2 separate regions of the Rattus norvegicus genome follow, and region 2 is linked to region 1. The links are chromatin contacts, called in public Hi-C maps. All regions are on one chromosome and are shown on one strand. The core of a region is the stretch at or near the end of the contact, and the rest is flanking DNA. Distances in the headings are between cores, read along the strand shown.

Region 1 (7,419 bases), core at 1,708-4,207:
CTGCACTGGCTCTGGAAGACTCCGCTCTCTGTAAGACAGAGCCAGTAAATTCTAGATGAATCTGCTCACTGGGAAGTTAGTCTTCTTCCAGACTAGAGAAGGGAGTAACTCTCTCTACTGACTCAGGGAGAAAAGTAAACTGTGATTGGTGCAATGTGAGGCTTGTAGTGATTGGCTCTTAAGTGAAGCTTGTCATCTTGTTTAGGTAGGACTATGCACATGTGGGGCTGTAGTTGGTGAAATCACAGTCCACACACAAGCATGTCATATTTCCTTCTAGCTGTGTGAGACTGTTTCCCTTAACTGTGTTGTTAGTCTGGGAGACTTCTTCTGGGATTGCAATATTAGGCCTAATACAGCACCTCATAAATATCCTCTTTGACTACAGTCTTTATCAGGCTAGGCAGGTTGTATGGAGTGAAGATGCCACTTCCATAAAGGATGACAGAGACAACAGCACTGCCACTGGCAGAGACGAGGTAACTGAAGAGTTCCGGAGCCAAAAGATCTAAGAGACCTCAACGGTCAAAGCTCAGAGTGATGACACAGAAGGCAGCTAAGAGTCGCCGAGCCCTTCAAGAACTCTGAGCTATAACACTAGGGAGTGGTAAATGCAAAAAGCTATGACTTTATAGGAACAGCAGAAGTATAGAGACAGGCAGGGGCTCTGAAGAACAAAAAGGAGAGACTGTAAAACTTGGTCTCTTTGCTGGCAAGAGTCGTGACAACCAAGGATCAGGAGTTATGGTGAGGCTCGAATTGAACCTCTTCCAGGACCTCCTGATTGAGACTCATGTAGGCGGTGATAGATGTAAAAGCAGGAGAAGTTTAATCGTTCCGACAGGTCGGGGTCATCCCACTTCAAGGGGAGACGACCCTGAGCAGACTCTAACGGGTAGTTATATACCTTGCAAACAATTGGGGAAGAATTCAAACAATTGGGGGCAGGTAACTAGGCAGGGTACTATGTGCATTTGGTAGAGCAAAACAACTTTCAGATCGACTCAGTGTATCGTTCAGGACTTTTAGTTGGGAGTCAGGGAGCTTTGTGTGACAGTTCGACTTGAAGCTGTTCCAGGAACTAAACCAACTTTTTTCTTCCTAGGAAGGAAGGTTCCTTGTGCTCAGCGGTTTGTGGTGGGAATTTTCCCACTGGCCCCAGATTGGCCCCAACTCTGACTCTTTCATTATAACTCTACCTGCTGCAGAGTATAGCCTAGAGCAGGACGCCTCTGCCTCGAGTACCTGGAATTATAAGCCTTAGGCTTCGACAGCTTGGAACTCAAGTCCAGTCTATGGGTTCCTGGAACTCAGACCCTTCAACTCTAAGGGAACAACCTAGGGCAGCAAAACCCCCACCCCTAGCCAGGTGTTTGACCGACTAGTTACTAGTCATTCTCCCTATACAATGCTCATTCAAGTTAACTCGATGTGGAAACCTACACCGGATTTCCAAGCAACCTGGGCAACAAAACCTTACAGCCTTTCATCTAGAGCTAATCATATCTCTGAATTCACATTGACTTGAGAGGCCAAACTGCTAAACAAGTACAGAAACCCCCCCCCCCACACTCGTTCTCACAGCTCAGACTTCAGATGGGTAGACAGCATGCACTATCATGGGTTGCTACAGGCTAAAGACGAGTTGATATAAAATGTTGCATTCTGTGTAAGCTACAGAAATGTTGAGGTCCTGTTTTTCCGAGTATGTTCCTGATGCCACTTCCCGAGCTTTGGGCAAGTAAAGACAGAGAAACTCTCTTTTCAAAAGATCTGGGCGTGGTGTGGCAGGTGGACCTGCCATCTCAGTCGTAGGGAGTCGATGGTGGAAGGAGGTGGGGACACTGGAGGACAGAGATGACTGATTATGCAGTGTTCTGAGGCACTCAGAAAATAACGCCTGTACTTACCGCCCAGCATTTAAAAGAAAGGTGGAGAGAGGGCACTGTACAGGCTGGTTTTGTGTGTCACTTGACACAAATTAGTTATCAGAGAGGAAGGAGCCTCAGCTGAGAAAATGCCTCCATGAGATTCAGCTGTAAGGCATTTGCTCAATTAGTGATCAATGGGGAGGGCCCAGCCCACGGTGAGCCGTGCCATCCCTGGGCTGGTGGTGGTCCTGGGTTCTGTAAGAAAGAAAGTAAGCGGAGCAAGCCATGGGAAGCAAGGCAGTAGGCAGCCCTGCTTGAGTTCCTGTCCTGACTTCCTCCAATGAGTTGGAAGTGTAAGCCAAATACACCCCTTTCTCCTCAGCCTGCCTTTTGGACATGGCATTTCATCGCAGCAACAGAAATCCTAACAAGTCTTTTCTTCTTCTGGCTCACTGAGCTAGTCAGACACTTACAAGTCACACTCTGCCCCACGTGAGCGACAGTCGGCCTTCTCCCATGCTCCAGAAGAGGAAAAGCCTAGACACTTCCTGGGAGTGAACCACTAGCAACGCTAGATGCAGCCCCAGGGCCCAGTTTCTCCCGCCTATGGGGCGGAGCCACAAATATCAATGGCCTTCAGCTTAGGGCCTTTGTGGAGCAGGTCCTAGGCTCTGCCCCCACCCGAGGCCAAGATTCTCTGGATCTAGGGGCGGGGCCGGGTCCCGGGTCCATCCTCTCAGCCTAAGTCCCCAGGGTTGGCTCTGGGTTGGCCATGTAGGGACCTGGGATTCGTCCCTCAGTATGGCCTGCCTTCGGGCTCTGGAAAGAAGAGGTGTCCCAAGCTCTGCCCCTTGGCCGGAACCTCAAGTTCTGGCCCTTGGGGCGGAATAGGTCCTAGACTCCGCCCGTCTGCCACCGTCCGAAGGTTCGGAAGGGAGGGCGTGCCCTGAGCAGACTCCAAGCCTCAGCCATAGCCTGCAGCTTCTGAAGGGAGGAGGTGTCCAGGCTCCGCCCCTAGGGGCGTAGTGAGGCCCAGGTCCGGCCCCTCTCTTGCTGCAGCTGGTTCCGGCCCGCTCTCCCACGGGTCCCGCCTCGCAGCCGGAGCGTCCGGAGGACCGCTCAGGGGGAGGAGCGCAAAGTCGGCCTGGGTTCTTGCTTGCACCCGCCTGTGTGCTCCGTGCTCCGTGAGCCCCGCTGTGAGCGGTGAGTACCATGCGGCCCCGGGGCGTCCGTGCAGGCCTTTCCCACGGTACAGACCCGGGAACACCCGGCGATCTGCGGGGAGGCCGTGGAGCTGGCTCCTAGGGTGACCTCTCTGCCCGCTCCCCAGCCTGCGTCGCTTTGTACTGGGAGTGGCTCTTCTCGGCGCCCCGAGAGTTCTCGCCTTGGTGTGCGGGCCGCACCGCCAGGGTGTCAGTCTGCGGGGCCCGGCCCACGGGATAGAAAGGAGCGATTGTGCCCGGCATGTTAGAGACCCCAACACAGGGGAGAGACAGGTGGAGTGAGGGTGAGAGACCCCTCAGTGGAAGGGTTGAGCATAGAGTCCAAGGAGATCGATTGAGGAACCTAAGGAGAACTGGACAGTACTGCTCGGCCAGGCCAGTGCACTAGAACCGCACATCTCCCTGCAGCACGCATGACAGCCTCCAAGCAGAAGTTGCTTAACTTCTGGATTTAACACCGGCTGTGCACCTAAGGAACCTTTGTTATATAGATTGTACCTATTGATATTTTGTCGTGTATAAGTACAACGAATAGACATTTAATATACTTAATTCAGAATAGACCAATTATATTTCACATAACGGTGTGTGTGTGTGTGTGTGTGTGTGTGTGTGTGTGTGTGTGTGTGTGTGTGTGTTTAAATCCTGTATTTTCCCAAACACTGTTAGGGCATTTTTTAACCTTTCTACAAACCTCTGCTTCGAGGAAGACACTCAGCCTGTTGCGGTATGACATGTCATGTAGTTTCTGTATACTTTCAAGTATATCATTGAAAATGTAACATTGTGTTGTTTAGAACTGGTGTTGACAGTCCAGATACTTGCACCTGTGTTTCTCTGCAGCGTATTTTAAAACTACTGAGGCAGCCCATGCTTAGAAGGCATAGTTCACTGGGTTTGCCACTTTGTTTATGGTTCTTCCGCTCAGCACCATGGAGCTAGTTAACCTCTGATAGATACTCAGGAGCACTGTGGACCTCACTTCAGAACTGAGTACGAGATCCCCACAGATGGTGGTGACTCTTGGCTTCTGCAAACTCAATGCCTTTCATGTGTATCTTGGTTGTTTCTATGTAAACATCCATTTCCATGTAAGCATCGGTTTGCTGCATTGATGTAGCAAACCAGACCTGTGGGTTCGGGAGGTGTGTATGACTAGGCCATGCCAAACGTGTAGGGGTTGGTGTAAGCTTACCAAGTAACTGAGAGGTCATCTCTAGAATATCAGGTGGCACGTTTTTACCTCCTTTCCCCGATGTTCAGTTCTGTCTGTGGTTTCTAGCTTTGTATTTGTTGAAGTATGTGTCCCAGTCTCTGAATTCTGCTACTTTCACATTCCTGGTGAGCTCTGTGTGTGGTCCTTCCTCTGACACTAGAAAGCAGATGCCTAGCGTGTCGGTGTGTGATAGATGGAATCCTGCTTTAGATTCTTCCCTTTGTTGCATGCTGTCTACATAAATTTGAGATAGAAAATGTATACATATTATCATTCATATATATACATATGTATATATGTGTATATATATAGCAAACAAAGTTCTTTATCTTCTACCCAAAGAGGCTATTGTGTTCGGGTAGAACAGCTTAAGCACTTTGGACAATACATTAGAAATTATTTCTGCACACGCTGTTGCTCCCACAGTTGGGAAAAGGGGACTGGGATCTAAACTCTGAGCACTTGTGTTATAGTATAAGACTTCACATTGATGCTGGAGTCTCCCTTATTTGTCCCTGGAGTAGATCTATATCTCATCCCCAACTCTTCTGGACCTTGGGAAATTGATAATTTTGAAAGATGAAGGGGGTTGGGGATTTAGCTCAGTGGTAGAGCGCTTGCCTAGGAAGCGCAAGGCCCTGGGTTCGGTCCCCAGCTCCGAAAAAAAAAAAAAAAAGAACCAAAAAAAAAAAAAAAAAAAAAGAAAGATGAAGGGCCTGTCTGGAAGTCAAGAGCATAGGTGACAACTGTTCCGTTGAGATAATTTCCTCTCTGTTTGTGTACATGAAACATGGTCATGTAAGAAAAGCAATATCTGCTAGTAAAGTGTGCATTGAAAGCACATGCAAAGGAAGCCAGAGGCCTACATGGGAAGACGACAGTTGAGATAAATGGCATTTATTACCATGTGCCTGGCAAACAACATTCTTTGTCTTGTTTTCTCCATTCTTCTGTATTGTAGGAGAAAATACCTCTCCATGGGGTGGCTATGGTCTGGATAGGGAAATCCCTTCCAACCTGTGTCTGTTCTTGGCTTAGCCTTGTGGAGCTTCATTGATCTCTCAGAACCTTAGTGTCCCTGCCTTTACAACTAGGCTGTTGATAGTAGGAGTCCCAAGTACCCATGGTTTCCTGAGAGAGATTCAGTGTTTGTGTTTGTTTCTTCTCAACTCTGTGTTCAGCAGTGTTACATTTCTGTAGCTTGGAATAGGCCATGATGAGAATATTTATTTACACCATGGAAGTCATCCAGCACTTCATGTCTGAGCTTTTTCTACCCAGGAACAAATTGCTAAACATTTACCAGCACACTGCTGCTGTTGTTGGAGCCAAGGTGCATCTAATTTGTTTGGTTTCTTTTCTTTGGCAAAACCAGACCCCGTGGCTTGAACAAAGATACAAGGTATGGGGTGTTTATTTTGAATTTTCCAAATTTTTGATAAATGGGGGCAGGGGAGGCTGTATTTAAAATATACTGATATTGATCAACATTTTGTCTCTCTCTCTCTCTCTCTCTCTCTCTCTCTCTCTCTCTGTGTGTGTGTGTGTGTGTGTGTGTGTGTGTGTGTGTGTGTGTGTGTGTGAAAAACCAGACAGCAAAAACCACAGCCATGCAGTTCTGCTGCTGTTCCTGTATGAAAGTAGCCATGGCATTGTATAAGCAAAGAAGCATATCTGTGTTCACATAAAACTTTATTTACAAAACAGGCACTGGGCCATAGTTTACAAACCCTTATACTAGACTATATTGTAAAGTGGAGCCCTGTTTCAAAAACATCTTCTATGTCAAAAAGGAGATTCTTTGGGAATTCTGGGACTGGAACCTCCAAGATGGACGTATATGGAAGTTGAAGCTAGAGAGGACTTAGAATCAACCATAGGAGAACATAAGTAGGTTCGCAGAAGGACTCCCTGGCATGCACTGTGAGTGGGAATCCTTACTCCCAGCTTTCTGGAGCTGTCTCAGATTTATCCTGGGGTAGATGGACCCGCCTTCTAATACAGTGTAGGCTTTAACTGTAGGCACAAAAACAGCAGCATCTCTAACAGCTCTCCTAACTTCGGGGACAAGGACAAATCTTCCTATACATGTGTATATTCTAATATTTATTATATGTGTTATATATACACATTTGTACACATACATAGGTATGTGGATATTTGTTACCTGTATACATACATACATACATACATACATACATACATACATGCATACATAAGTTGTATTCCTATGTGATCTCACACCCAGGAATTTAAAGCAGCCTCAGAAATGGAAAACAAACACTAAACTATTAGCAGTTGCCATTTCTAAGTAGGAGAGTGGGATGAAACCAAGTCAGGAGCCTTTCCCCTCCTAGTTTCTGTAATATCAGAACCTCATCTGTCTTGTCGGCCTCATAGTTTGTTTCGCAACTTAAAGCAAAAAAAGTAAATTCAAACAGCTTATGCCTTAAAGGGAGATGGGATGATTTCTGTGGTAGGAATGCTCCTACACCACACACCCCCAAATCAGGCAAGTGTCTTAGGGTTCTATTGCCGTGAAGAGACACCATGACCATGGCAACTCTTAGAAAAGAAAGCATTTAACTGGGGCTTGCTTAGTTTCACAGGTTCAGCCCATTATGATTATGACCGGGAACGCCACGGCATGAAGGTGGACATAGAGACAGACAATCAGATCCTCGGGCAGCAAGAAGAGGAGAAACTCAAAGCCCAACCCCAATGACACACGTCTCCCAACAATACCTCGTAATCCTTCTCAAGTAGTGTGACTCCCTAATGACCAAGCATTCAAATATATGAGACCACAGGGCCATTCTTATTCAAACCACCACAGCAAATGACATTGTCACATTTCGGAATGAGTATGTGTAATACTAGTATATATTAACTCAAAATATTCAGAGCAGACCCTCCCAAGTCAAAACATTTTAGTATATACTCCTAGTGTTTGCTAGAGGTTAGAAGTGCTAAAAGTAAAATGGTCGTTGAGGGGCCCTGATGCAAACCATTGCACTGGTGTTACAATGATCTGGTGTGTAGTATTTAAAATAAAAAATCTAAAATGAGTATTTCCAGTGATTTCTATTTTTGAGGAGAGAAAATAAGA
Region 2 (7,419 bases), core at 1,467-3,966, 150 kb after region 1:
CTAGTGCTTCTGAAGGTAACAAGCCAATAATCTTTCTCCACTGGAACATTCCTTCACAGGGGCTGCTTCATGCCTCCTTGTGACTGCACTCAGGCGATGTGCACTGGGCAGGAGTGTCAGCAGCTGAGCCGCTTTCCTCGTGCTACGTCTGTCAAGAGCGCAGTTTCAGTCTGCCTCATGGCTGACAGCACTGAGGTGCTGCCTGATGGACTGTAACTTAGAGACAACCCTGTTTCCAGGCCTTCTAAGTGGACATCCTTAGTGACCATGCATACAAGCACATGCCCACATTCACATTCGTGGTTATTTCTCCATCTACCTATGAATACACAGTATTCAGAACTATGAGTTCATACCAGTACTTCCAGTTGATTCCATTCTCCAAGGTGTTCTCCTGTTTCCATCAGTGTGCTTATTTGATCAAGCTCCTCACATATGACACAGGTCCTGTCACCATCACCACAGCTTATGATGTCTAACCTCCTCGCCTTACTTAGGTTCTGCTGTCTTACTCCACCTCAGGTTCCTTACATAACTTCCTTCTCCAATTCCAATATCCTACTCCAGGTTGCTGCCTCTAAGGTTCCCCAAACAGGCCTGCTCAGCCTCCTGTGAGTGGACACAGAGTGCCCCGTTTACAGTATTTACGTTCCAGCACTGTTCCCTCTTCCATGATATCCCAGAAACTACATGCCTAGGATCCAACAGCATGTACCACCCATACTGTGCTGCCCCTTGTCTTTAAACCACGGCAAGGGCCTTCATCAGCCCATGCAAGATCTTTCCATGAAAAAGTTCATAGAGTTTAGACACCCGAGAGTCTAAATGGAGAGAATTATGAGGACTCAGATAAGAACAAAGGGAAGGGACTGGAGACAGGACAAACCTGTTTGGAATGATATCACATACCTGACTGGCGGAAAGAAGCAGCAGAGATCATCTCTATAGCTACTGCTCAGGACTCCAGGGCTAGACATTCTGACCATCTAAACACTACTTCATTGTGTTGCAAACGTTATAAATGTTGTATATATAAGAGTAACCTTTTGATTTTTCAAGCTTTGAAACTACTTGTATATAAGAGTACTTAAAGTCCAATGAAACCTTTTATCCCTCCAAAAAGTCAAGGAACTTTAAAAATCAGCTTAACGTGAGAATATAATTTTCTGAGCACAGCACAGCCACAGGAAATTATTGGACGATATTAAAAATAAGTTCTGGAAAGCATACATTTAAAACGTACTTACAGCCACATGATATTTGACGTAATAGTGGACGAACCAGAGAGGTATGATCACATGGGAAACAGTGAAGAGACTGGTGCGGTACGCCTTGAAGATCTGTGGGGAACACACATACAAAATAAACCTCTGGAGCTGCTGTGCTTACCAACATGTGCTCCTTACTATCCCTAGCATGGGATATCTCATTTGTCAATGTGTGTGGAACAAAAACCAAATCAAACAAACAAAAAATTCCACCACCACCAACAATGTAACAGTGTGATAATTACTTTACAAATTTCTAAATGGAATATATTTTCTGGGGCTAACCTACCTACCTATTTCAATATTTTCACTAACTCTGGGACTTCCTATAGAATATCCATAGAATCTAAGACTTAGGGTAAGTACCATTCTGCAAGACTACTAGACAAAGCTTATAATACGTAGCATTCTGCAAGACATAAGGGCATTCTTGTTCAAGAAACAAACCAACCAACACTTTGTTACTACTACTCCTAGTATTATTAGAAGGAACTGAAAGCAATTCCCACACAGTATTCATTACTCATCACTGATGTGACTTATTAGCAGACGCCAAGAAAATATCTGGTATCCTTACAATAAAAAGTAGTCCTTGAGTGAACGGTTTTTCTGCCTGGCAAAGTCAAGGGATGCAATCTAAAAGTAACTAAAAGCGTGTTAAACGTACACAGTGATAAGTAGAAAGGGGGCTTTTGAGTCTGACAAAGCATACCGAATAGAACCCTGTCTTCGGTTGCAAACCCAGGAGACTGTACTATACCAGCTGGCCCTCGAGTAGCTGGTAGGCGATGGACGCCTCTATCACCTCAACCTTACACAACACCTAAGTGTTCTCAAATACTAAAACCAGGAAAGGTATCTACACTCGAAACAACTGCATGTGCGGCGTCCTGTAAAACCTAAGATCCGACTTCTCAGTACACCCGACAGCCACAGGGGATCATCCTCCCGAAGCCAACCTGCTCCAGGACTCCAGACCCCGGCCCTGAACTCTAGCGACGTGACAGCATCTCCGCTAAATCTGAGGGCCTGGACTGATTGTCCCTTGGGGCCCTCCCGGGTGTGCGGGCTCTGGAGAGGGTCGGGCCTTAATGGAACTGAGAGGAGTGGGAAGGGGTTGGCCGGGTTGCGACCCGGAGTGGGAACCCGGATCTGTGTGGCACATCACTCACCATGTACTTCCACAGGGCCCGGTCCCGCAAAAAGTTATTCCAGAATCGCTCCAGGGGCCACATCCTGCGCGGGGGCAACACGGGCTCCCGGGGGCTCAGCTCTTGGTCCTTCAGCCATCGCCTTCTCAGCTCCCGCAGCTGCTGCAGCCGCAGCTTCTCATCGGGCGTGTACCCCGACATGTCGCCGGCGAGCTTACCAGAGAGTGACAGCGCGCACCCGAACCTGGGGCCGGTCACTTACGCGCGATCCCGCTCCGCAAAGCGACCTTGAGGCGCCTGCAACGGCGCGATGTGATGGCGTCACAGCAGCCCAGCCTCTGGGAGCAAGCTGATTCCTTCGCCGAAAGCAGGTTCTGCTCATGCGCAAAGCCCTCTCTCTGACCCCGGGTTTTAAGAACCCGGATTAAGTACAAGCTCTGGAAGGTCTTTTAGTTATGATTTAAGTGGTCTGTGTTAGAAAGTGTGAGAAGTCCCGGGGGGCTAGAGTTCAAAGAAAGAACTTGTCGGGGAGGGGACCGCAAGGACAAGGGTTTAGGGAACCTCTGCCCCGCCCGCTTGAATTCCCACCTTCTTGACCTAGAGACAATTGCATTCAAGTTCAGCTCCCAGCCCTTTAGTAACTCAAGTGACTTTGAGCAGCTATCTGGGTTTCTTCCCTCCTCTGTACTGCAGAAATAAAGAGCACCTTATTTGGAGGCTTACATGGACTGGCTCACTCTTTGATCCTGCCGTCCCACTTTGTAAGATATCCCAGAGGTATGGTGGTAAACATTTGCAGGGATGTGCACAAATATCCATCACGGCACGATTTGTATTAGCAAAACATTGGAAACCACCTCCCAGATTCCGTAATAGAGGATTAGTGGAAAAGCTTATAGTACTATAAAGCATTGGAATGCTACTGCCATAAATGAGCCTTCTATTCATCACTGTGGAGTGACTTCTACAATCTATTGCTAAGGCAAATAAATAAATAAATAAATAAAACAAACCACCTACATCAAGTAGAAAGAATTGTATATGGTATGCTACCTTTTATCCAAAAGTGGGGATAGTGGAGATTTTATATATATATGCTCACTGAAAATTTTAGTGTAATAAATGAAAATAATTTTGTTATAAGTATTTGTTTTTGGAGACAGGGTCTCATGTAGCGCTTAGGCTAGCTTTTATTTAAGGGAGCCTGGACTTAAACTCCTTATCCCCCTGCCTCCACTACTCATAAGCTGGATGGAACACACCAGTATGCCCAACTTAACAACTGCTTCAAACACCACCACCACCATTATCACCAATATTATATAGGGAAGACAGGATAGAGACAAAAGTAGAAACTAGGGAGTTTAGAGATGGCTTAGCGGTTAAGAACATATGGTGCACTTCCAGAATACCCGACTTAGGAGAATCTGGTTACTTCATGGGGCTTCTGGAACCCGAGGGCTCTCCAGAAGAGAGGAATATGTTCCATAAGCGAACTAGCGCTGGGCAAGTTTGTAAGACTAGAGGCAACTTTTCTCTGGGCAAAGATGAAAACATTTCAGCATCAGTACGTATGAATTGAATGACTTTTAAATTACATCACATATACCAAGTCAAAATATTTTATTTTAAAAAAGCAAAACAAAACCTCATTTGTGACTTTTGGATGGTTTTAAAAACTAACTCATTTTGAAATCTGAGTTTTAAAAAATCAGGCATTTTTTCCTAGTCTTTTGTACAAATTGCATCTTACAGGAACAAAAAGCTTATGGAGAAATTTTCTTCAAAGAAGCATTTTAATACCAAACACGGGAAGAACTCCAGGCCGTTCTAGAACTATTCTACAACCCTTCCTTAATGAATCAGTGCAGCAGCGGTTCTGTAGCTGTGGCCCCTCCTCGAGAGCGCCGCGGCGCCCTCTTGTGGACAGATGTCTTGTTGCCTGTAAAATTGAACTGAAATCTGTAGTTTCTAGAACATTTGAAAAGAGAAGGGCTGTATTACATATGCTCTGACAAGTTTCTTTTTTCAACTCCATTCTGTTAGGTCCATGAGTAAAACAAATAACCCAGATGCACATAACATGGTTTGGGTTTGAATTCTGATATTTTAGGCTTAAAATTCACTACTAATTCTGTATTTAGTTAATTTGGGATTTTGTTGGCTTTTAACATTTCAGTGATATTTTTAAAAGGAAATTTTATTTATTTTTTTTATTTAAATATTTTTATATTAGTATTCTGTGTGTAGCAAGCAGAAAGAAATGCACGTGGGTTTAACGCCTCTCCGTACTTCACAGAATACATTGGCGAGAGGGATGCATATCTCTAAAAGCATTTAAAAATAATGAAAAATGGGGCTGGAAAGATGGCTCAGTGGTTAAGAGCCCCGACTGCTCTTCCAGAGGTCCTGAGTTCAATTCCCAGCAACCACATGGTGGCTCACAACCATCTGTAAAGAGATCTGATGCCCTCTTCTGGTGTGTCTGAAGACAGCTACAGTGTACTTATATATAATAAATGAATAAATCTTTAAAAAAATAATGAAAAATATGCCAGTGGGTAGCTACCATAGTTAGCATCTTACTAAGGTTTGAAATATTAATAGTCTGCTTTTCTCTCTTTGCAGCATCTACTATGAGAATGAAGATAATACACAGCAATCAGGCTATGAACATTCCAGAAAATGCACACATAGTTATTGTAAAAGGCCCCAGAGGAACTCTCCAGAGGGACTTTAATCATATCAATATAGAGCTACGATTCCTTGCAAAGAAAAAGAAGCAGCTTCAGGTTGACAAATGGTTGAAAACACGAAACTAGCCACTGCCCGTACCATCTACAGCCATGTTCAGAACACGATCAAGAGTGTTTGATGGACTTGTGTTTCAAGATGCAATCCTTGTGAGCTCAATTCCCCAACAACAGGAAAACCAGTCTTTGGTTGAAATTTCAAATTTCTTGGGTGAAAAATACATCCAAGGGGTTCAGATGAGGACAGGTGTTGTTTGAGCTGTTTCTCAAGGCCATAAGATGAATTAGTCCTTGAATGAAATGATATTCAACTTGTTTTAAATTCAGCAGGAAGCTACAAGTCAAAAACTAGGATATCAGAGAAGTTTCGAATAGCGTCTATGTGTCAGAAAAAGCAACAGAGGAGCAGGCTGATGAGTAAGACCTGCATCACCCAGCTCCAAAAACTAGATCCTGGTTTCTAAATACAATTTGAGATGTCTTTAGGACCAATAAAAGACTTACTGAAAAGGAATAGAAAAAAAGAAAATAGAAGGGACAGAGGAAATCCTCATACAATACTAAAAAGACACACTCAGATAAGCCCAAATTATGGGGGCTTCATCCAGCTGAGTTCTTTCTGAAACAAAAACACAGTTAGGAGAAAAACAGAATGATGACCAATAAAGAGGCAGAGGGCAGTTTGAACACCACCGTGATATTTTGTGATATTAAGGAGGTATTAGATCTTGTGGTTCTATTTTAAATGGAGCTTCTGGTACTTAGAACACATCCATAACATTTATCCATGGGAGAACATGGTGTCTGGAGCTTAATTCTCAGTAAGGGATGTAGGGTAAAGGAAATACAGTTAGTTAGCAATTGGTGTGTGACAGACAGTCACTGGGGCTCATTGTATTCCTGTCTTTTAATTTTTTTTTGTTAAAACTTGAAATTCTAAGCTGTAAAAAATTCTGTGCTTCGAAGTACTGAGCCATTATTTAGGCTACTATGAATCTGTGTCCTCTTCATGTGAAACTTTTCTTACCTACAGACCTCAACTCCATAATAATGAGGTTCCAATAGCCTCTGGGGGCCTAACCACGCCAGAAAAGTCCCTCAGTAAGGCATTTCACAACCCAAGTAAATGCTGCCTATATTAATGGGGTCAAGTAGATCTAGTAATTTCTTTGAGGGCCGTCATCCTGACTTTCTGTGGAAACCATTTCACTCTCACACTTAAAAATACAGTCAATAATAATAATAATAATAATAATAATAATAATAATAATAATAATAACAACAACAACAGTAAACAGAACCAATGTTTTTAGCACAACATAATTCTTCTTCCACTGGCTACTTCCTAGCATGTTCCACCCGACCCCACCCCATGACCTCAGGCTGTGAAAAAAAATAAAGCAAAGAGAGCCCATTAAGACAGACTCAGACTCAGATGGGCTGCAGGAGTGGGAAAACTGCCATACATTCCCACCAGATGCCACTCCCAGTTGCTGGGATGTTATAAATACAACCCAAAATGGGGGGTTTGTGAAAGGCCTCAGTAGCCAGCCCGGAACCTGGGAAAGGTATAAGCTTAGAGGGCAGAGAGAGGACCGAGGCCAGGAAAGGTGTCTATCAGTAAGCTTGCTTGCACTTTGGATCTGTTGAGAAAGAGTCTACCTTTCCAGCTGTGCTTTTAATGCCCAGAGGGGATTTGGTTTTTCTCCCTGGCAAGGTGTGTTAGTGTTGTTGTAAAAATATATAAAATAGAAAAGAGTAATGTTGTCTATTACCCCACTGCGTCCGCACAGGGGGTGCCCCAGATATCTGCTAGATATCTTGGCGGAAACACATCCCAGCCACACACTTTCCTACACTCAAACCCTCACATAAAAGAACACACAACACAATAATCTTAGATCCAATTGGTAAGATATAATTGCCCACTTAAACATACAATGCCCGGTACTATCCATCCCTTGAGAACGTTAATAACAACCTGTAAATACACAGAGCAGAATCTTAACATCACCTGCCATCTTGTCCTGCCACGGCTTCTCAGCCCCTCTCTCCCTCCTGTCTCCTGTCTCCTCCTCTTCCTTCAAACTTCTCTCCCGCCCATCCTTCCTTCTCCTCCAATGACAGGCCTCCTTCTACCCTGTACCTGCCCCTCACCAGTACTGTACAAATTCAATGGAGAGGTGGTTCTGGTGAAGTCACCTGAGTTCTGAGTCCTGGACTAGGCAGCTGTCCTTGGGGCAGTGG

What was found. Hi-C and Micro-C count contacts between places; a contact is called where the count stands out from the background.
Region 2: a contact with region 1 is called in a Hi-C map of liver, with 4 times the contacts expected there. The contact joins the promoter of Ndufb6 here to the promoter of Aco1 in region 1. A contact is called at or near these places in 9 of 12 Hi-C or Micro-C datasets (the A7r5 cell line, Schwann cells, frontal cortex and 5 more) and 1 of 1 datasets of contacts at active chromatin or transcription factors (oligodendrocytes).

The regions. Positions count from the first base shown.
Region 1 is chr5:60,052,938-60,060,356 of GRCr8, forward strand. It overlaps Aco1 (aconitase 1), which reads left to right and starts at 2,958. Exons shown (of 21, transcript NM_017321.2): 1 at 2,958-3,074.
Region 2 is chr5:60,203,436-60,210,854 of GRCr8, forward strand. Ndufb6 (NADH:ubiquinone oxidoreductase subunit B6) reads right to left here and starts at 2,717. Exons shown (of 4, transcript NM_001106646.1): 1 at 2,441-2,717; 2 at 1,248-1,340. The coding sequence starts at 2,620.